Linked DNA regions of Mus musculus: regions 2, 3, 4, 5 and 6 are each linked to region 1. Evidence: chromatin contacts called from public Hi-C, HiChIP or PLAC-seq and Micro-C data. All regions are on one chromosome and are shown on one strand. The core of a region is the stretch at or near the end of the contact, and the rest is flanking DNA. Distances in the headings are between cores, read along the strand shown. Region 1 has its middle 28 kb from the start of Klrb1c. Region 2 overlaps Gm38906 (a long non-coding RNA gene). Region 3 holds the start of Clec2d (C-type lectin domain family 2, member d). Region 4 holds the start of Rhno1 (RAD9-HUS1-RAD1 interacting nuclear orphan 1). Region 5 overlaps Gm10069 (predicted gene 10069). Region 6 overlaps Gm10069 (predicted gene 10069).

Region 1 (3,319 bases), core at 259-2,758:
GAAATAAAATGTATTTTTAAAAATTATTAGTATTATTAAACATTAAATGTTATTAAAGAAAATAATTATTACATATTAAATAATTTAAAATAAATATGTAAGAATTTGGGCACAAATTATGAATTGAAGGTACAGAGGAAAGAGAAGCATCTCATATTAAATACAATAAGTGGGATATACAGAGAAGGCCCCGGGGTGCAATGGTGCTCTTAGGATATGCTGTGTGTTAACTACTGACTCCACCAGGTCACAATCTCTTACCTGTGCTTTCAAAATGCCATCCTATGTTGAATCCGCCCAGGGATTTACCCATTCATTCCTTTAACCCCCTCAAAGTCTAATAATGTTCACCGGACACGTCCTCACAAACACTCACAGAGAAGTGTTTTACTAACATTTTAAGCATTTGAAGGCTTTTGGAGTTTTCCAGTTCATGCAACAAACACCAAAGTGAACCAACTGAAAAGCAGATGGCTCTTCCGGACTGTGGAAGAAAGATGAGGACAAATGGAAGGAAATGAATGAAAGAAACATCGGAGCACACAGGGTCACCAGCAGACACCCTGAGACCTTATCACACTCCCCTGCCCTCACCAGCACACTAGAGATCTAATTCTGCAGTCTCTTTACCTGGACCATTGTGTCTGCTTACCTAGAAAAAGCCCTGGGCACTGCAAGAGAGCGCAAGCCAAGGAGGAATACAGAGAATTCAGAGGAATGCACGCCTGAAGGTGCGGGAGTGTGTTTGCTGGGGTGACCGGCAGGGGGCGCGGGGCGAAAAGAGGCTTCGGGGCTCATGAGGTTGCGGTTCCCTAGAGTGAGGAGTGGCTGACGTTAGGCGGGAAGTGTGCGTGAGACTGGCGGAGAACCTCATGAGCCAGGTTGACGGTGCGGTTTGGGGCGAAGGCCTGCTGGGCGTTGTACCCTATAGTCTCCTCGTTGGAGAAAGCGGTGATGTCATAGAATACATAGCTAAGTAGAATCGGAGCAGCAGCAACGCTCGCCGGTTCTGGTGGCGCAGGCCGGTAGGATTTGCTGAAGGAGGCAGAGGCAGGAGGATCTGGAGTTCGAGGACAGCCTGGTCTACACATTTTTTTTCTTTAATTCCTAATTTTCTCCTGGAAAACATTCACCTTTTTTTTTTTTTTTTTTTCTAAGTTCAACACGAAGACAAATTCACGGCCACACGCCACCCCCAAACACATCTCTAGAACTGACACCATTCCGAGACCCAGTTTCCTCACAGACCCTCACGCCCACGCACCCAGATCGCATCCTTCGCGTCCTTCGGGCGCATAGGCACCAGTGCAGCTCACACGCTCTTGTCCACGCAGAGCTGCACACGCCCGACCCTCCTGTCTTCTCCCCACGCCACGCTTCCGTCCTGACACGACCCCCTTCTTCCAATCCATGTCCTCAGTTCTCCCGACCCTTCTGTTCCATTTTGCTAGTGTTACACGGGCGAAGCAGCGATCAGTAGTCGGCCGGCGAGAAATGGTCGCCGCCAAGAGTTCGGTTTTGTTTGTATTTGGTTTTGAGAGGAATTCGGGGAATGACGAAAGATCAATGGCAATGACGTACGGCCACGCCTTGTAGCTACATGAGCTCGAGAATGTGCCTCCTGGGCGGGCTGGAGAGATGGCTCAGCCGTTAAAGGCTAGGCTCACAACCAAAAATATAAGAGTTCGGTTCCCAGCACCCACGGCTGTCTCTCCAGCCACCTTTTTTGCCTTATATCACACACACACCGAGTGAGCATGCAAAATTAAAAAGTAATAGTTTTAAAAAAGGAAGAATAGAAAAACTAAATAAAACAAATAAATCCCGTCTCTCTTCCGTTGCCTTTAAGCAATGCAATCAATTTCAATTGATTTTTTTTTTTTAAATTTATTTACATTTCAAATGTTATCCCCTTACCTGGCTTCTTCCCCTTCTGGAAACCCCCTATTCCATCTCTCCTCCCCCTGTTTCTATGAGGGTATTCCTCCATCCACCCACCCACTCCTGCTTCCCTGCCCTCAATTCCCCTACATTGAGGCATCGATTGAACCTTCATAGGACCAAAGGCCTCTCCTCCCATTGATGCCTGATACATATGCAGCTGGAGCCATGTGGTGGTTTAGTCCCTGGGAGCTCTGGGGGTGGGAGGTGGGGGGGGTCTGGTTGGTTGATTTTATTGTTCTTCCTATGGGGTTGCAAACCCCTTCAGCTCCTTGAGTCCTTTCTCTAGCTCCTCCATTGGGAACCCTGAACTCAGTGCAACGGTTGGCTTCGAGCATCCACTTCTATATTTGTAAGGCTTTGGCAGGGCCTCTCAGGAGACAGCTATATCAAGCATCTCTTAGCATCCACAACAGTGTCAGTGTTTCGTGACAGTATCTGGGATGAATCCCCAGGTGGGACAGGCTCTGGATGGACTTTACTTCAGTTTCTGCTCTGCACTTTGTCTCCATATTTGCTCCTGTGAGCATTTTGTTCCCCTTCCAAGAAGGACCGAAGCACCCACACTTTGGTATTCCTTCTTCTTGAGCTTCATGTGGTCTGTGAATTGTATCTTGGGTATTCCAAGCTTTTGGGCTAATATCTACTTATCAGCGAGTGCATATCATGTGTGTTCTTTTGTGATTGGGTTACCTCAGTCAGGATGATATTTCTAGGTCCATCCATTTGCCTAAGAATTTCATGAATTTGTCATTTTTAATAGCTGAGTAGTACCATATTTTTTGTATCCATTCCTCTGTTGAGGGACATCTGGGTTCTTTCCAGCTTCTAGCTATTATACGTAAGGCTGCTATGAATATAGTGGAGCATGTGTCCTTATTCCATCTTGGAGCATCTTCTGGGTATATGACCAGGAGTGGTATAGCTGGGTTCTCAGGTAATACTGTGTCTAATTTTCTGAGGAACTGCCATACTGATTTCCAGAGTGGTTGTACCACCTTGCAATCCCACAAGCAATGGAGGAGTGTTCCACTTTTTTTTTTATTAGGTATTTTCCTCATTTACATTTCCAATGCTATCCCAAAAGTCCCCCATATCCCCCCCACCACCACTCCCCTACCCACCCACTCCCACTTTTTGGCCCTGGTGTTCCCCTGTACTGGGGCATATAAAGTTTGCAAGTCCAATGGGCCTCTCTTTCCAGTGATGGCTGACTAGGCCATCTTTTGATACATATGCAGCTAGAGTCAAGACCTCTGGGGTACTGGTTAGTTCATAATGTTGAAGGGTGCTCCTCTTTCTCCACATCCTTGCCAGCATCTACTGTCACCTGTGTTTCTGATTTTAACCATTCTGACTGATGTGAGGTGGAATCTCA
Region 2 (3,319 bases), core at 588-3,087, 450 kb before region 1:
AGCCTGAGCTTGTAATAAAGGGACCCTAATATTATTACATTGGAGATGGCTCCTTAGTGGTCTTTTGGGGTTCACAAATGCTTCCTGGCACAATAGACCACAACAATGCTAACTAAAAATCATTTAATTAGGACTGATTTACATTTTTAGAGGTTTAATCCATGTCATCATGACAAGGAACATGGAGACATGCACCAAAAATGGTGCTGGAGAATTGAGAAATCTACATCTGGATCTGCAGGCAGCAGAAAAAGCCACTGAGCCCAGCTTGGGCTTCTGAACCCCAATGCCCACCTCCAGTAACACACTTCTCTAAGAAGACCACACCCACTCCAACAAGACCACACCTCCTAATCCCTCTCAAGGATTGCCACTCCCTAGTGACCAAGAATTCAAATAGATGAGCCTACAGGGGCCATTTTTATTCAAACCACCACAGTTAGTTATTTTCTATGCTGCAAGTAAGTTATCAGTTTGTTGTATATAACTTGGGGGTATTATTCTGTTAGCAGTCAAGACTTATTAAAAAGTCTGACCAACCAATATGAAATATTGTTGTAGGTGTGGACCAGAGTCCATAGGACATCTGCTGACAGTCTTGTCTTGTCTTGTCTTGTCTTGTCTTGTCTTGTCTTGTCTTGTCTTGTCTTTCCTTTCCTTTCCTTTCCTTTCCTTTCCTTTCCTTTCCTTTCCTTTCCTTTCCTTTTCTTTTCTTTTCTTGTTTTTTTTTTTTTTTTTTTGTCCTAAACAGAAGTGGACTGTGAGCACATGGATAGTGAGTGATAGAAACTGAGACGATTTATTAAAGAAGAGAAAGTCACTCTGGAAAATGGAAGTGATCTAGAGAACTAAGGAGGGGGAAGCCTGAGGCTGAAAACTCTTGCCCCAGAGCCATGACACTTATAGGTCATTTATATATAGCACCACCTTCCCCTGAGACTCCCCAGGCTTTTCTTTCCCATGCTTTATTCTGTAGCCCCAAATTAGTTTCTACTCTTTTTTTTCCCAACTAGCTTATTTCATATGTTAATCAGATGACTCACTCCACCCCAGTCTTCTCCAATGGTATCACTGTCTTCTGGGAGATGTACATTTCACAGAATCCTTGAGGATAACCCTCTATTATTGCAATTCATTCCTATCAATGGTAACCACCAAAAAAAGTGGGGAATATATACTTAAGTGTTCCCTCAAAAACACCTTATGGCCAAGGAAGGCAAATAATAAAACTAACTTAAGAAACTTAAAACTCTTCATTCTCCCATAGGGGGGAAAATATATATATGTGTATGTATATATGTGTATATATAATTTATATATTGATATAATATATATTGTTTTATATACATAACTATATATAACTATATATATAGTTATATATATATAAAACTATATATATATATATATAAAACAATAACAACCCAACAACCCAGTTTAGGGTTACACAAAAAAAAAATCTACACTTGAATGTATAATATATGTTGAGGTGTCATCAGTGGAAGGTAAAGGGAGCATGATAGAAGGTAAAGGAGCTTGATAGAAGGGTGGATCCCAACAAAGCACAATGATCTACATCCATAGAAATCTACATGCATGAAATGCCATAATTTATCTCATTATTTTGTGAGCTAACTAAAGAAGATAATTAAGATAAAAGAGATTAAGTTCATGATATTTTGAAACGCCATACTTCACGACTACCGAGCTAGCATAAAAAACAAAGAAGGTTATTTTCAAAGGGATGGAAAATTTGAGTTATCTGTAATGCAGTTGCTATACCACAGCGTCTTATCACATCTACTAAACAGGAAAAGAAAAAAAACCCAACATCCTTGTTTGTAATGTGGTAACCAGCCCCATGGCTGCCTGAAGGCTCATCTGTTTCTTTAACTCAGACAGCTCTTGTCTGGCTTGCTATTTTCTTTTGAGAATATAGTGATTACTATCTTTCCAGACAAAATGTCTTTCTTGCCACCCTCTTTCTTTCCTGCAACTTCTCTTGCTCCTTTTAGATTCATTCATCTTTGTCCTACCATTTTGTATATTGTCTCCTGTCTTGGCTCCTTGTGCTTCAGCCTGATGGCTACTCTTTATCAGCATGGCACCAATATCATATCAATACTCCTTTCTGCAGGGACCAATCTGATTTGAAACCCATTGCTATCAATTCTTACACTTTTTTTTTTTTTTAATTTTTAGGCTTCTGTAACAAGTGCCCAGACCTTGGCACAACTGACTCCATGATTGAAGTACCATTCAGGCCATTAAACTCAGCACATAGATGGTACCACCTGCCAAAATGAAAACAAAGACCTGATCCATCAAAGTCCATAGTGATGGAAATGCCCCTAAATGACTAACCTTGCTCTTTTTTACTTCTTTAATTCTGCTTCTGACTAAATGTGCTTGTTAACTGAAGTGTGTCAACCCGGGATTTTTTTTTTTTCATAAAGGCTTGGTGGTACACTGGGATCCTGAATACCAAGTATGCTCTCCAGCCAGCTGATAAAGATTTCTATTGGCTTAAATTTTAATCCAGGCAGTGTTCTCTGTTGGATACCCCACAATAATTTCCATTAGCTTTTATGTAGAAATTCTACTTCTCCAAAGAAACCCTGTCTCGAAAAAAAAATTTTTAATTAAATAAATAAATTCTACTTCTCTGGTGGACCTTCATAGGAGCTGATGCCAGGAGTAACTTAGACACTCCTTTCCCCTGCATCCAGGGTCCTGACCCTTGGGCCAGCTCAATGCTTAATGGTTCTAAAATACAACAAAATAGGCAATCAACATTGTATTGACTGGCAGCTCACAGCTTCTTACCCCTGTGACAGAAAAATAAAATAAAAATTAAAAATCCCCAAACAGAAAGCCAGGTTAATGGACAACCCACCACTGAGACACCTTCTTTTGAGACAACATAAAACTTCAGCTTACTGTTAGCCACTCACTGCACTCCAGACATAGTAATGACACATTTCAGTAAATGTTCTAATTTAGCCAATGAAGCTGAGACTAATAGTTTCGCCTTCCAGATGAGCTTTTGGGCAAGAGGTTAATATGTCTAAGTTCCCCGAAAGTGGAAGAAGATATAGTCAAATGATCTGCTGGAAACTTCTGTAAAAACAAGAAAAAGTAAGACGAACAAAGGTCAAAACTTACTGCCAAGGGCTCAACTAGTTTAAAATCTTTCGGTTTCTACCTTACTAATATAGTTCTTATGTTAAAAGTTACCTGTAAATGAGTCATGGGGTTATAAAGATATGAATAATCACTTAACATCCACTCACCTCTAGATTGTTACCAGCCACGGTGCCAG
Region 3 (3,319 bases), core at 588-3,087, 420 kb before region 1:
GTAATAGAACACACTGACATAACTAATGGATAAAAATATGGGAGCATTTTAACAAGCTTACCAAAATCATGTGAAAAAAATAATATTAGTCTAAAATAACAAGAACTCTTAACAAGTTAGGAATTAAAGGAACACATTTATGGTTATTGGGCATTTCAAAAACTCAGAATGGTAATTTTATTTATTTAGAGTTCTACACCAGCATTTCTTATATGATATTAAGAGTAAGATTTACAGATAATCCTCTGTGTTTACACCAGTATAATTCTGATACTGTCTGTTTCCTTCTAATATGTAAACAGGAATTTTGCTGTATACACACAGATCTCCTTCTAAATTCGAATGTGTTCCATAGCACAATTTGAACATAACTTTCCTGTCTTTATTTAAAAGTAATGTTGGAAATGATCTCTCAAAAAACCCAAAGAAATGAAGTATTGCTGGCCTGGTTTTTAGCTTACTTAAAAACTGTTTCAATGATAAAACAAGCTACTGCTTCAAAGGAGTGAAGTTGTGTAATGCCTGCAGCTAGTTATACAACAGCTGCACTTGAGACAGGAGCTCCACATTCACAAGACAGGCTTCAAAATGCCTGCAGCTAGCTATGCAACAGCTGCACTTGAGACAGAAGCTCCACATTCTCAGGAAATGTTTCCAATGGCTAAATATTTGTGTATTTGATTTTAAAAAGTCAACCCTGCTGAGGCAGAGGGAGCAGGAGTTCCAGGCCAGCTTGGGGTAAAGTATGAGACTTTGCCAAAGAATCAATCAATCAATCAATCAGTCAGTCAGTCATCATCATCCTCAGTAATAATAATTTATTATAATTTATTATTATTATTATTATTATTATTATTTCAGAATACTTGGTTTAAGTGATAAACATTAGCATTTGTTGGGAATTTTGTATTTTGATAGATGTCAATCTTACTTTCTCAAAATTCAGTAGTCTTTCCACAAATTAAAAAAAAAAAAATTAATGTGAAGAAACAGGAATGAGGGGGAAAAGGAAAATAAAGGAACACAATATAATGGAGCATAGACAGTTTGAAACACAAGAAACACAATTTTGCTTCCTTTCTGAAGAATTAAGTAGGAAACCCCATTATATTCTTTTTCTGTAACTTATCAAGAGCTCAAAACAGAAAGGATTTGGTCCTGAGTAGGTTCAGCGCCCCCCACCCCCACCCCACCCCAAGCCACCCCCTTACAATTCTATTTTAATTACAATGGATCTGCAAAACACAAGCTCCAAGCTTCCCAGGCAACTTCTGCCACTATGCACATTGCAAAGCTGTTGTCTGAGTTTCCTTCACTCAGGGACTTAAAGCAAACGTTTACTACAGCAATTTGATGTAATCCACCAGACTGTAACTTACCAGATCCCTGGGAAGAGTGGACTAGCAAGCTAAGTACAAAGCGAGAACGCTGTGGCTACAGCTCTGGCAGTTAGAAGGTGACTCGCTGCTCATTTCTCTTGCCTGAGAACTATTCGAGTATTGTATGCTCCGATAGAATAACTAATGTAACAACCTCATAGCTAATCCCGACTGCATTCTCCTGCTCTGCAGACCCACAGTGACGGGCTCACAGACGCCCTTCTGTTCTTAATCTTTTGTTCAAGGTTCAACTCTTTTGCCTTCCTGCCCTGTTTGAAACTCCTCTCTGCCCCTCCCATTGGTTCAAATACTATTGAATACTTACCCACTTCTACCTCCTGCGGGCTGCCTGTGGGACTAAGCATAGGTAGGGAAGCCTTTGTGACACACATCTCAGAGCTGAGGAGCTGAGTTTCCACTACAGGATTGAAACTTGAAAGCTGAGAGGCACAAATACGTGGGGAGGTTTCAGTATTTAGCTAATCCTGTAGCTCCTCCTTTCTGTACATACACACACGCTTGGTTGGCTCAGGGCCTAACAAAATCTCATTGGGAAACGCATTTCAAGGTCAGGAGCCACACTGGCGCCATCTGGAGACTGACTTTCCTGTTTGCTTCTGGTTTACTTTGTGTTTCGTTTCTCTTTCAGCACACTCTGATTTAGAAACATAATTCAAGCTGACCTTACTGAGGTCACAGGGATTTTCTTTTTTTTTTTTTTTTAATATTTTTTATTAGGTATTTTCCTCATTTACATTTCCAATGCTATTCCAAAAGTCCCCCATACCCTCCCCCCCCCACTCCCCTGCCCACCCATTCCCACTTTTGGCCCTGGCGTTCTCCTGTACTGGGGCATATAAAGTTTGCAAGTCCAATGGGCCTCTCTTTACAGTGATGGCCGACTAGGCCATCTTTTGATACATATGCAGCTAGAGTCAAGAGCTCTGGGGTACTGGTTAGTTCATAATGATGTTCCACCTATAGGGTTGCAGATCCCTTTAGCTCCCTGGGTACTTTCTCTAGCTCCTTCATTGGGGACTTTGTGCTCTGTCCAATGAATGACTGTGAGCATCTACTTCTGTATCTGCCAGGCACTGACAAAGGCCCTCAGGAGACAGCTATAGCAGGCTCTTGTTGGCATCTGCCTAGTGTCTGGGTTTGGTGGTTGTTTATGGAATGGATCCCCAAGTGGGGCAGTCTCTGGCAGTCTCTTCCTTCAGGCTCTGCTCCAAACTTTGTCTCTGTAACTCCTTCCATGGGTATTTTGTTCCCCCTTCTAAAAAGGATTCTGAGCTTCTGGGCTAATGTCCACTTACCAGTGAGTGCATATCATGTGTGTTCTTTCCTGATTGGGTTACCTTACTCAAGATGATATCCTCCAGATCCATCCATTTGTCTAAGAATTTCATGAATTCATTGTTTTTAACAGCTTTGAACCTCTTACCCTTTCTTATCACAGGCCTGCAACAGTTCTGGGAAACAGAGAACCCTGGGGAGATCAAAAAAACCAAACAGATTTTACTGCGTAATAAATATTTATATCCAATAGTCACATTCAACTATTTGAAACACTGGAGAGTTACCCATTTGGCCCATTAAAAAACTACTTTATTTCTTGAGCGGGGCATATCTATGCCACAGCATATGTGTAGGAGTCTGTCCTCTCCTGCTGCCCTGTTCTCCTGTGATCCAGGCCAGATGGTCAGGATTATGTGGCAAGAGCTTTTAAGCCCTGAGTCCATCTCCTTTGAAAAAATACAACTGTAACTTACTTATTAATTTGTCTTGGTTAAAGTTTTGAAAGAAAGCTGTCAACTCTTTTTTTTATTACATATTTTCCTCAATTATATTTCCAATGCTAGCCCAAAAGTCCCCCACACCCTGCCCCCCACTTTCCTACCCACCCATTCCCATTTTTTTGGCCCTGGCATTCCCCTGTA
Region 4 (3,319 bases), core at 492-2,991, 400 kb after region 1:
CAATGTGTGTAGACTGTGCAGTCTCATTTATTCCAAAGTTTTCAGTACTGTGACTGAACTCAGGGCTACACATACAGTAGGCAAGGACTCTACTCTACTCCTGAGCTATACCCTATGGCCCTTTTCCATCAGTCTCAAATAATGCAGGGGACCTTAAACTTCTGATTCTCCTGCCTCCACCTGTTAGAATCACAGGTGCAGCTACAATACCAGGTTTATGTGGTGGTAGGGATTGAACCCGGGGCCTTGTGAATGCTTGTAAGTGTTCTACAATAAAAACCCCAATCCTTTTGAATTGGGAAAAAAAAAAAAAGATTTTCAAGAGCTTCCATTAACCACTGAGCCATCTCCCCAGCCCCATTACATTAATTTTTTTTTTAAAGTGTGTTTTTCTTCTTTCAAAATTTGCAAAGCATTTGCACAATGATATTTTGGTACCTGAAAGTAACTATATTTTAGTGGGATTTTTTTGTTTTTTGTTTTGTTTTGTTTTGTTTTTGAGACAGGGTTTCTCTGTGTAGCCCTGGTTGGTCTGCAACTCAGAAATCTGCCTGCCTCTGCCTCCCAAGTGCTGGGATTAAAGGCATGCGCCACCACTGCCTGGCAATATTTTAGTTTTGTGAGTATAATACTCTATATACCTTGATCTTCTGCTTCAAAAGTAAGATTGTAATACTGATCTCCTTCATACTAAGATGTGCCATCATTAATAAGCTTAAGGTGGCTTTTATATTTGAGACAGAATCGCCTGTAGTCCAGGCTGGCTTTGAACTGCTGAGCCTCTGGCCTCTAATTTTCTAGTTGCTGAGATTACAGTCACTCACCACTATGCCTGGCTATGCTAAAGTGGTTTTGAAACGCTAAGGAAGGAAGTCTTTAGAAAAAGCATTCCTATGGATTTTTTTATAGGTAGATAGAATAATTTATCATTAAGTTAAATCCTGTCACTTTTGCAATCCTGTGAGAAACAGAGAAAGCAGCTGTCGCTTTAGGACACCTGCCAAAGAAGGGATTACACTCTTTTGACGTTTGCCAGCTGCTTAAGAGTTCTCAGGTCCCTTCCACCCTGCAGCTCTCTTCATACTCCGTTCTCTCGACCTTCAAATCTCAGTTTTCGTTTTCCTTCCCATTGCACCCCACCCCAATCAGATGTTAGACACCCCCCCCCACCACCACAGGGGCTCTCTTTGACCAGCCTTTCCCTAACACTCCCAATATCTTCTAGCGGAAGGAGACTTGCAGAGCCACCCCACGACCCCATTATTCTCCACACTCAACAGGGAACCTTGCAACCAACACTCAGCCAGGATCCCGCCCTGCAGCGGTGGAGGCGGAGGCAGGGTTGACTGCAAATGCAGACTCCGAGGGCAGGCCTGTTCCCAGGGTCCGGGGATGCTCGGAGAACACGGCGGCGGCAAGGCCGAGGCCGGAGGCTCAGACCTTCTTCCCGGCGGTGCCCAACACCCCCTCGCGCCCCACAGCCCCGGCAGTGCCGACTCCGAGCCCTCCCTGGACCCGGCCGCACCCCACTCACCTCACAGGCCGCGTCTGCTCCACGCGGGGCCGAGCCGGGCCCGGGCGGCGGGTCCCGGCGGGACGGCCGGGGTGGGAGCCCGGGGCGGGGTGACGGGGGAGCCCGGGCCGGGGGTGGGTCCCGCAGCGCCGCTTTCAGTTGTTCCGCTGTTTGAAATTGGCGCCGGCGGAGCGTTGCGGTCACGTGACGGAGCGTCGCCAATCGGCACCGGCTTGTCTCCGGGTTCCGGCCCCGAACGCTCGGTGTCCTGAGGAGCGGCGGCCGCGGCCGGGAGGGCGGGTAAGGCGGCCCCGGCGGGGCTCGAGGGGCGGCGGGAGGGACGCGGGGACGCGCGGACGGCGGCCAGCAGCCTGCTCCGCCCCGCCCCGGACCGCCCTGCCTCAGTGGTCGACTTCCTTCCGGGACAGCGTACGCCACTTCCCCGGGCTGGCTACCCACTCGGTTACCCCTGGGTCCCCCGCCCCGCTCAGTCCACGCGGCTCCGTGGGGTCCGGCTTGGGTTTCTGGCCCTAGACTTGCGGTTACGTGGCTCCGCCCCGCTCCGGTCTGTGGCCGCCTCCTCCCGGGCCCCAGCCCCCGAGGTGTCCGGACGATCGTTTATTCCCTCGAAGTACTTTACGATAAGAGCGGAGGATACAGCGGCGGACCCGGGCGTCCTCCCCCTGGCCTCAGCGTCTGATGGCGAGGGAGCACAGAATGAGATGAACAGATCGGTAGAATTCTAGCTACAGAGGAACAAGTTAGAGGCCGGTGGGTTTTGTCTGACACAAGGTTGTGTAGAATTCTGGATCCTCGTGTTTCCGCCTTCGGAGTAGCCGGGGTCACTGGCTCGCCCTCCCGCAGCCTCCTGTGATAACTTTGTTTATTTTAATGAGATCTTGACTTAGGACAGTAAAGCCGTTCTTTCTTTCTTTCCTTTTTTTTTTTTTAAAGGAGCTGAGAACGCGGTGTAAGATCTGTTACCCATTACACAGAAGAGAGGGAAACCCTGAAGTAAATAGAGAAGGGAGAGCTGCTTTGACCGGGAGGAGGCCTGCTGAATACAAAGGCCTAAGATGTAGTGAGTGTGGTATGCTATGAGACAGGAGGCAGGGTCTTCGCCTTTCTGAATTTTGTTCTTATTTAATATTTGAAGGAACCCGGTTAGAAGTTGTAAGCAGCTAGGTATGTGGCACGTACCAATAATCCTGGTGTGAGACAAAAGGGCCTCACATTAGTCTAGTCTGGGCTACATAATAAGACTGTGTTTGAAGAGTGAGCAGAGTGTGGTGGTGCACACCTTTAATTCCAGCACCCAGGAGGCAGAGGCAGGCAGATCTCTGAATTCCAGGCCAGCCAGGTCTACATTGCCAGCCCCAGGCTAGCCAAGGCTACATAACAAGACTCTATCTCAAAGATTAATAAAAATAGGCAAAGGCTGAGCAGAAACGAGCCAAAACCTGACTTCGATTTTGTTTGGGTAAGAGATTATATAGCTAAAACTGAGATGGGATGTGGCCCTATTTCCTATTTCATGGATTGTGGATTGATTGACTAAAAGCAAACTGAGCCGGAGAATTCACCTGCTTCCTGTCTGCTAAGGTGATGTGCCCAGCTGCTGTCAAGTTCCCGCTGCTGAGACTCCTCAACACTGTACCCTGGATCTGTGAGCCAGAGCAGGCCCTTCTTTCCTTAACTTGCCTTCCCAGTGGGGCCAGCCTGTGATCCCATCATGTGGGAGGTGGAGACTACATAGTGCATTTGAAGCCAGGGGAGGCTATGCGAGACCCTGTCTCACAAAAGCCA
Region 5 (3,319 bases), core at 469-2,968, 300 kb after region 1:
TCCTTTCTGATTGTATTTTCTAATTGTAACTGAACTTGTAACCCTGGACATGTAAGGAAAAATCAAACATATATTCTGTACCACTTAGATAATCACTAGTCCGTCTTTGTTCTGTGAGACTTGTATCAATAAAGCAGCAGCTGGTTGGTTGTTAGGCAGAGCAGCAAAAATGGCCTGATTGATAGCAAGTTAGCTGCGAGATTTCCCCTGACCATTATGTGTGGCTCACTCTCCCCAATGGGCTGCCCTATCAGCAAAGACTCTCAGACTCTCCTCTCCATGCTAGGGAAGGCCTCCCATAAGCCAAAATACTGGATTCCACACTAGACAGAGTGTGAGGTGAGCATAAGAGACCTCAAAGCCTACCACAGTGACACACTTACTTCAACAAGGCCATATTTCATATTAGTGCCACTCCCCCTGGGCCAAGTATTTAAATACATGAATCTATGGGAGCCATACCTAGTCAAACCACCACAAAGGAATTAGAAAGGGGGATGGAGGGTGAAGCTCATTGTATAAATGAAAAAAATTACTATATGAGTTGATTATGTAAATAAATAAAAATCCAAGAGTCATAAGCATGTAAATATAAAATCATTATTTAAAGATATAAAACTAATATTCATTGTACATGTATTAAACTATCTAAATAAGTAAGTACATATAACTTCACCTAGCTCCTTCCACTCTGTAACATGGACTGGAACAATATTATGTCTCAGGAGCAATTTTCTGCAGTACTTGTTTCTACTGTTGCAAGACTCCCAGGCAAAGCCAGCTTAAGGCAGAGAGGGTTTATATTATCTCACAGTTTGAGGCCACAATCCATCATGGAGGGGAACCCATGGTGTGGGGAGCTTGAGGTGGCTGGTCACACTGTGAACACAGCAGGAAGCATGGATGAATGGTAGTATTCATTACTTCCTCTTTGCTATTCATCCCAAGACTTCACAACCCACAGAATGATACCATACATAGGATGGGTCTTTCCACTTCAACTCAACCTAAACCTCTTCACAGACTTCCTTAGTAATTCTGGATCCTATAGAATGGTGGTGGTGCTCCAGGAGTCAAGAGGGAGAGGAGGATGGATCTGAGTTCAAATCCAGCCTCGTCTACAGAGTGAGGTCCACTCTGTAGGGCTACGCAAAGAAACCCTGTCTTGAAAAACAAAAGAAATGATCACACACTGGATGGTTTATAAACAATGACATATTAAGTTGCTGGTCCCGGCATGGCCTTGGTGTCAGAATGACATGGTTCCTGCTACTGGGACAGGGCTGGCAGACGTGGGCCTCCACAAGCGTCTGATGGTTGCCGCGTGCATAGGCTTCTTCCCAGGCAAAGCCAATCTGCATTCCTCCTTTAAGGAATGTCTTCCCTGTTAATTAATGTTAATGACTCCATGGAAATCAGAGTCGTGAGTCCAGGAGGCCAAAGTGTGGCCAATGTCTCAGCAAAACGGTAAACACTGGGACCTTCAGGACAGCCCTTAAAGCTGTGGGAAAGAACTCTAAAAACGCGATTTTTAAAATATATAATTTCTCAGCTATGCGAAAAAATAAGGATGCATGTGAATTATGAGGGGCTTCATGAATCTAAAAGAACAAAGGCAGCGGTATTAACGAGCCACCTTGTCAGAAAGATACAGAGGCAGGCAGATAAAAAGGCAGGCAGATTCCTGAGTTCAAGGTCAGCCTGAGGCTCAGGTGTGGTAGAAATGGTAATTTCAGGGCGGGGTCTCACCCAGCTAGTTTATTACCTGTGTTTAACAGAGGCAGGGAGATCTCTGAATTCTTTTGCAAAGTTAAAAGAAAATGTGTGCTTGCTGTTTCCCAGGAGTTAAGGGACTGGGGTCACTGGATGCTGATTCATAGGATAATCTAAAGGAAAACTGAAGTAAATGACTGGATCCATATGAAAAATAAAAGACTGGGCTTTTGATCTGCAGGAGATGAGCTATCCAGAGAATTTTTTAGAATATATAGAGAGAACTGCTTGGAGAACTGTCTCAAGCAGAACACAGTAAGAGAACTGCCTAGAGATCTCCAGAGAGAGCAGATCAGAGAGAAAGAGCAGATGGGGAGGGGGAGGGGGAGGGGGAGAGGGAGAGAGAATGCAGAACAGAGAAAAAAGCGGTTGGAAAGCTGCCTCCAGCAGAACACAGGCCAGGCCACCACCAGCTTGGACCCACGATTTGACTTTGAACCTTTTGTTTTTGCTGCTCCCTGACACCCCTTCTCTCAGAACCCCTCTCCAAGTCAAGACTGGTCCTTGGCATTAAGTTTCCACAGGTCTCAAGTCCAAAGTCAAATCAGATTTGATGTCCATTCCTGAGTGCTGTGTCTTCACAGAGCACCTAAAGCTTGCAGCTCTTCATCCCCTTACCTTGGGTGTTAGGAATCCCACTAGGAATTTCTGAAATCATAAACACTCAAGTTATCATACCACAAGCATTAGCCCGGCTTCTCCAGGATAACAGAAGCAGTTGGGTGCATGCATGCATGTGTACATGTGCGTGTATATGTGTATATAGTCTAACTTCTTCAGGTGAGGCTATCAGGCTGGAGAACACAGAGGATCGAATTTGTAGTTCATGAATACTGCTGGCTTTTACTTCTCTGTCAGACTTTGTCCTATTCAATGGCCCCCTTCATTTGCTTTACTTAAAATCAGCCAAATTTAGTGTTATACTCATTCAAAAACACCTTCCCAGAAAACAGGAAAAAAAATCAGACCAACTATCTGGGCACTGCAGCTTTGCCAAGCTGGCTGACAACATAACCAGCACATAGTTCCATCCCTCTATTCACCACATACACTCCCAATACACAGCCCATTTCAATTAATCTTGTAAATCCTACAACATAAGTAAATACTCTCGTTTTTAACTATGCAGAACCAATGATTCAGGATGATTTAATCTGAAAATGTACACATCTAGAATCTTGGGCCAGTCAGGGTGGCATACACCTTTAATTCCAGAACTTGGGGGACAGAGGCAGGCATATCTCTGTAGGTCAGCCTGGTCTACCTAATGAGTTCCAGGCCAGCCAGGGAACACTTGTCCTGGGGGAGGGGCATGTGAATCACTGCCAACTTCAGTGAAATAACACAGTCAGTTCTAAGCAAATAGAAACCAAACTCCCATCTCCCTCATTTCTCAAGGTGCTCAAAAACCAAGCCAGGTGCTCTGGAGTTCAAGACCACCCTGGAGAAACATAGTCAAACACCAGCTTTAATAATAAACATGGGAGGAGTGTGGGGGTCAGGGGGTGGGAGGAGAACCTGATCTGGTATTGGGTGAGGGAAAAGG
Region 6 (3,319 bases), core at 315-2,814, 280 kb after region 1:
AGACCTCAGGTGGAAAGTGGGTCCTGCTTTAGCCTGGGCGTGCTTTGCCATCATGAGGACCCTGTTAGCAGAAGAGTGGGATACTCAGATGACAACTGACAGAGAAGGGTACACCCTAAGACCCCTCCTTTCTCCACTCCCTGTGGCCTTGGAGGAGCCTGAAGGAGGAGCAGTGCATACAGAAACCAGGAGAGAGGCTGTGTACTGTATCCGAGAATCTTGGAGTGGGTAACGGGCAGTACTGCCTTCAAATCATGGACACCTGAGAGCTAGGAAGAAATGAATCCCATTGTGGTCTGGGAAGAGATTCGGATGTCGGTGTCAGGCTTGCCACACTTCATGGTCTTCAGAAGCCAAGCTGAGTCCCAGGCACATGCTGGCCTCAAGAATGCCTTTTCGTAACAGTTATCAGCTGTCACCTCCCATCTCGAACTGAGGGTACAGAGTGTGGCACGGCAAAGTTCATTCCAGATCCTCTGTGTTCACAAACTGACATGTCAACTTTTCCGTGCTGTTCAGTGTCTGAAAACAAGCTGACTCAGTGGAGTCCCCTACAGAGAGCGGACCACAGAGGAAACCTGTTCAAATGCCCTACAGTACTTGTCTGAGCCAACATAAAGAAGGCAAGTACTGAAAATAAAGATAATTATTGCCTTCAAATCCCAGACAGCTCTGCGACAAGGCTGGGAGTACGTCCCCACCATGGTGCCATATTTGACTATGCCATCTTTGAGATCCCACTTGGGAGACCACAGTGCCTAGGGTGATCCAGGCCAGTCTCATCCAGGCTCTATTTACACAGCTGCCTCCTTCCGCAGATCTCTCTTCTCTGCTGTGAAGTCTGATAAATCAGAGACAGTCTCTCTAATAAAGACAAACCCAATAGTTCAACAGCTACTAGGGGCCTGCATGTCTAAAGGAGAGTGGGAGGTGGGGGGGAAGAAGAGGACATGGTCACCAGCATGTGTTGCCACAGCCAGTGACAAAGGCTCTTCTTTTTTGCTCTTTTTTTTTTTTAAAGATTCATTTTATTTATATGAGTACACTGTAGAAGAGGGCATCGGATCTCATTACAGATGGTTGTGAGCCACCATGTGGTTGCTGGGAATTGAACTCAGGACCTTTGAAAGAGCAGTCAGTGCCCTTAACTGCTGAGCCATCTCTCCAGCCCCGACAAAGGCTCTTCTGTCCTGCAGTTGCTAGGACAACTAGCCTCTGCCATTGAGTTTCCATTTAAAGGGATGATGGGTTCACTGGTGTCTGTCATGCAGGATGCCAGAAACACACAGCAGGAGTCTGCTCCTCCTGGCACCGTGCAGTGCTAGCCCTCGTGGGCATTGGCCCGCTGCGGCCCGCTGTGGCCCGCTGTAAGCCTTGCCATCCCTGGAGCCCTGCAGACCTGTAGATAAGACGGGGGCTAAAACTTTGAGGAGACCCTTCCTCACACCGTGTCCCATCGTTTGCCTGTCTGCTGGGGGGGAGGGGCTGGGGAGGGGTGGTTCCTGAAGGAACCGCAAACCAAGAAACGTCCTCCCAGGTGCACCCCTGCTGTGGGCCTTTCCTGTCATCCACGCGGGCAGCCAGCAGGGGGGGCAAGAGCCATTCTGTTTTCCTATCCCTGACTCCCTCCCCCTCGACCTAGAGGAAATCAGCCGCAAGGGGGAGCTAGAGGGAGACGGCTGTCCTCAGCACAGAGTCTTTGCAGGAGATTCAATTCATATCGGAAACACAGAGCCCTGACAAATTTATAATAGACCAGTTCCTTCCTCCTTCCCTGACTTCTCAGCCCGGAGCTGATCTTCATTTCACCGAATGTCTAGATTATCTCACTTTCTCCTTAAGGAAGCTGGTAGTGGGAGAGAGGGAGGGAGGAAGAGGGGGGTCAGGGGCAGGAGGAAGACCTACTCTCTGGAATTCGTTGCAAAAAATGTGAATGAAAGCCGGGCGTGGTGGCACACGCCTTTAATCCCAGCACAGTGGGAGAGAGGGAGGGAGGAAGAGGGGGAGGCAGAGGCAGGAGGATTTCTGAGTTCGAGGACTGCCTGGTCTACAAAGTGAGTTCCAGGACAGCCAGGGCTATACAGAGAAACCCTGTCTCGAAAAACAAAAACAAACAAACAAAAAAAAAAAAAGTGTGAATGACGCTTAAGGATGAAGAGGGAGGTTTCAATTTGATAGCTGTAGCGGTACGTAGGGTGCTGGGGCATTCCCCGGGATCTTCTCTCTGTATTCATGCGTTTGTTTAAAATGTCTTTGCTAGAATTAAAAAGCAGTAACCCAAGTCCTCAGGACCCGGTGAAGTATTGTCTGTGCTGAGGTACCATGGATGCAGGCTACAGCTTCAAATAAAACCTCCAGTGAACGAGCTCTGTAGCATTAAACAAGACGTCTTTTTCAGTACCCAGTCCCTCCTCTGCCCTGCTTTAAACCCTCTAACCTACACTCCGGGCAAAAATGGGTGAGAATCACGTTAGTATGTGGCTGCTTCAGTTACATGCATGGGCTGGGGGGGGTGGGGGGGGGCAGGGGGCTTGGTACACTGATGGTGTGCAAAGGAAGGGACAGTCACTGAAGACTCTGCCTCTCACCTGAGACAGGACAGTGGCGACCCAAAGTCAAGGAGAGATTCTCAGACATGACTTGAAGAAAGACTTCCCCCTTCCCCACCCCAGAAATCACTACTCAGCCACCCTCTGCTTCAGCTGGGTGAAGACCCTGGGAATTTCCTGTCACCCTGAAGCCTCAAGTGGAGTCACCTGAGGCCAGTGAGTCCGATGGCCTAGGCCCCTCAACTGTCCACCACCCATTGGCCAATTACACAGTTTTGTATCTGACTTTGTTTTTACGGTTTTTATTTGTCTGTTTGTTTTTGTATTCTTTGTTCTAAACACGATTCCTCCAAATTGAGTTAGCATCACTTCCTCAAAACACTACTGTTTAGCTTTAGGGTGGGAAAGGAAAAGAGGTTCAACCAGTGTTTTAACAGCAGCAACAGGGCCTCAGGTGGCACAGCGGGGTCTCTGAGGTACCTCAAAGCAAGCAGAGCAGGGTGTCTGCTGTTTAAGGTTTCAGACAGAAGGGAAGAAAAGTAGGCTTAGTTAATATGTGGCCTATGCTGCATGGCCAAGGTAGGGGAATAGGTCATACTTGGGTTAAATGACAGGGGTCGTCGATCTGTCTGGGTAAGGGGGTGAGGCCTAGTTAATGTGTGAGCCATTTCCGGGACAGTAGTCAGGCAGATCCTGCCACTCATCCCTGTGTAGCGGGGTGGGGGAACCTCCGTGTGTCCTTGCTCTCTTTGTAATCTTCTCTGCTTATG

What was found. A called contact is a pair of places that touch in the nucleus more often than the background predicts. HiChIP or PLAC-seq counts read pairs in DNA pulled down with a chosen protein or histone mark.
Region 2: an H3K4me3 HiChIP or PLAC-seq map of pro-B cells shows a contact between it and region 1, with 4 times the contacts expected there. The contact joins two enhancer-like sites. A contact is called at or near these places in 1 of 15 datasets of contacts at CTCF or cohesin (the NIH/3T3 cell line), 3 of 115 datasets of contacts at active chromatin or transcription factors (bone marrow-derived macrophages, pancreatic cancer cells and pro-B cells) and 1 of 9 other capture datasets (embryonic trunk).
Region 3: a Hi-C map of cardiomyocytes shows a contact between it and region 1, with 3 times the contacts expected there. The contact joins the promoter of Clec2d here to the enhancer-like site in region 1. A contact is called at or near these places in 2 of 39 promoter capture datasets (the C10 cell line and pre-B cells), 2 of 15 datasets of contacts at CTCF or cohesin (the NIH/3T3 cell line and large pre-B cells), 8 of 484 Hi-C or Micro-C datasets (B cells, CD8 T cells, LSK cells and 5 more), 8 of 115 datasets of contacts at active chromatin or transcription factors (the 230-238 cell line, astrocytes, bone marrow-derived dendritic cells and 4 more) and 1 of 9 other capture datasets (adipose tissue).
Region 4: a contact with region 1 is called in a Micro-C map of the HL-1 cell line, with 7 times the contacts expected there. The contact joins the promoter of Rhno1 here to the enhancer-like site in region 1. A contact is called at or near these places in 9 of 484 Hi-C or Micro-C datasets (CD4 T cells, the HL-1 cell line, the N1E-115 cell line and 6 more) and 3 of 115 datasets of contacts at active chromatin or transcription factors (bone marrow-derived macrophages, embryonic stem cells and pancreatic cancer cells).
Region 5: a contact with region 1 is called in an H3K4me3 HiChIP or PLAC-seq map of embryonic stem cells, with 5 times the contacts expected there. The contact joins two enhancer-like sites. A contact is called at or near these places in 1 of 15 datasets of contacts at CTCF or cohesin (the NIH/3T3 cell line), 4 of 484 Hi-C or Micro-C datasets (cortical neurons and embryonic stem cells) and 6 of 115 datasets of contacts at active chromatin or transcription factors (craniofacial prominence, embryonic stem cells and large pre-B cells).
Region 6: a contact with region 1 is called in a Micro-C map of embryonic stem cells, with 4 times the contacts expected there. The contact joins two enhancer-like sites. A contact is called at or near these places in 16 of 484 Hi-C or Micro-C datasets (cortical neurons and embryonic stem cells) and 8 of 115 datasets of contacts at active chromatin or transcription factors (embryonic stem cells and large pre-B cells).

What each region holds. Positions count from the first base shown.
Region 1 is chr6:128,758,485-128,761,803 of GRCm38.p6, reverse strand. No RefSeq gene overlaps it. Among named protein-coding and RNA genes, the nearest start is that of Klrb1c, 28 kb to the left of the region's middle. Within about 2 kb of position 1,508, at least 357 of the 459 cell types and tissues checked have an H3K27ac peak or open chromatin away from gene starts, as enhancers often do. A contact at or near this core is called in B cells, CD8 T cells, the HL-1 cell line and 16 more, where this site is marked.
Region 2 is chr6:129,209,084-129,212,402 of GRCm38.p6, reverse strand. Gm38906 (a long non-coding RNA gene) reads right to left here. Exons shown (of 4, transcript XR_869480.2): 2 at 3,291-3,319. Among named protein-coding and RNA genes, the nearest start is that of Gm38906, 17 kb to the right of the region's middle. Within about 2 kb of position 1,837, at least 78 of the 459 cell types and tissues checked have an H3K27ac peak or open chromatin away from gene starts, as enhancers often do. A contact at or near this core is called in pro-B cells, where this site is marked.
Region 3 is chr6:129,179,133-129,182,451 of GRCm38.p6, reverse strand. Clec2d (C-type lectin domain family 2, member d) reads right to left here and starts at 1,837. Exons shown (of 5, transcript NM_053109.3): 1 at 1,705-1,837. The coding sequence starts at 1,771.
Region 4 is chr6:128,361,333-128,364,651 of GRCm38.p6, reverse strand. It overlaps Rhno1 (RAD9-HUS1-RAD1 interacting nuclear orphan 1), which reads left to right and starts at 1,741. Exons shown (of 3, transcript NM_001326585.1): 1 at 1,741-1,813. Foxm1 (forkhead box M1) reads right to left here and starts at 1,658. Exons shown (of 8, transcript NM_008021.4): 1 at 1,535-1,658.
Region 5 is chr6:128,459,315-128,462,633 of GRCm38.p6, reverse strand. All of the region lies in intron 2 of Gm10069 (predicted gene 10069), which reads right to left. Among named protein-coding and RNA genes, the nearest start is that of Gm10069, 22 kb to the right of the region's middle. Within about 2 kb of position 1,718, at least 18 of the 459 cell types and tissues checked have an H3K27ac peak or open chromatin away from gene starts, as enhancers often do. A contact at or near this core is called in embryonic stem cells, where this site is marked.
Region 6 is chr6:128,478,261-128,481,579 of GRCm38.p6, reverse strand. All of the region lies in intron 2 of Gm10069 (predicted gene 10069), which reads right to left. Among named protein-coding and RNA genes, the nearest start is that of Gm10069, 41 kb to the right of the region's middle. Within about 2 kb of position 1,564, at least 73 of the 459 cell types and tissues checked have an H3K27ac peak or open chromatin away from gene starts, as enhancers often do. A contact at or near this core is called in embryonic stem cells, where this site is marked.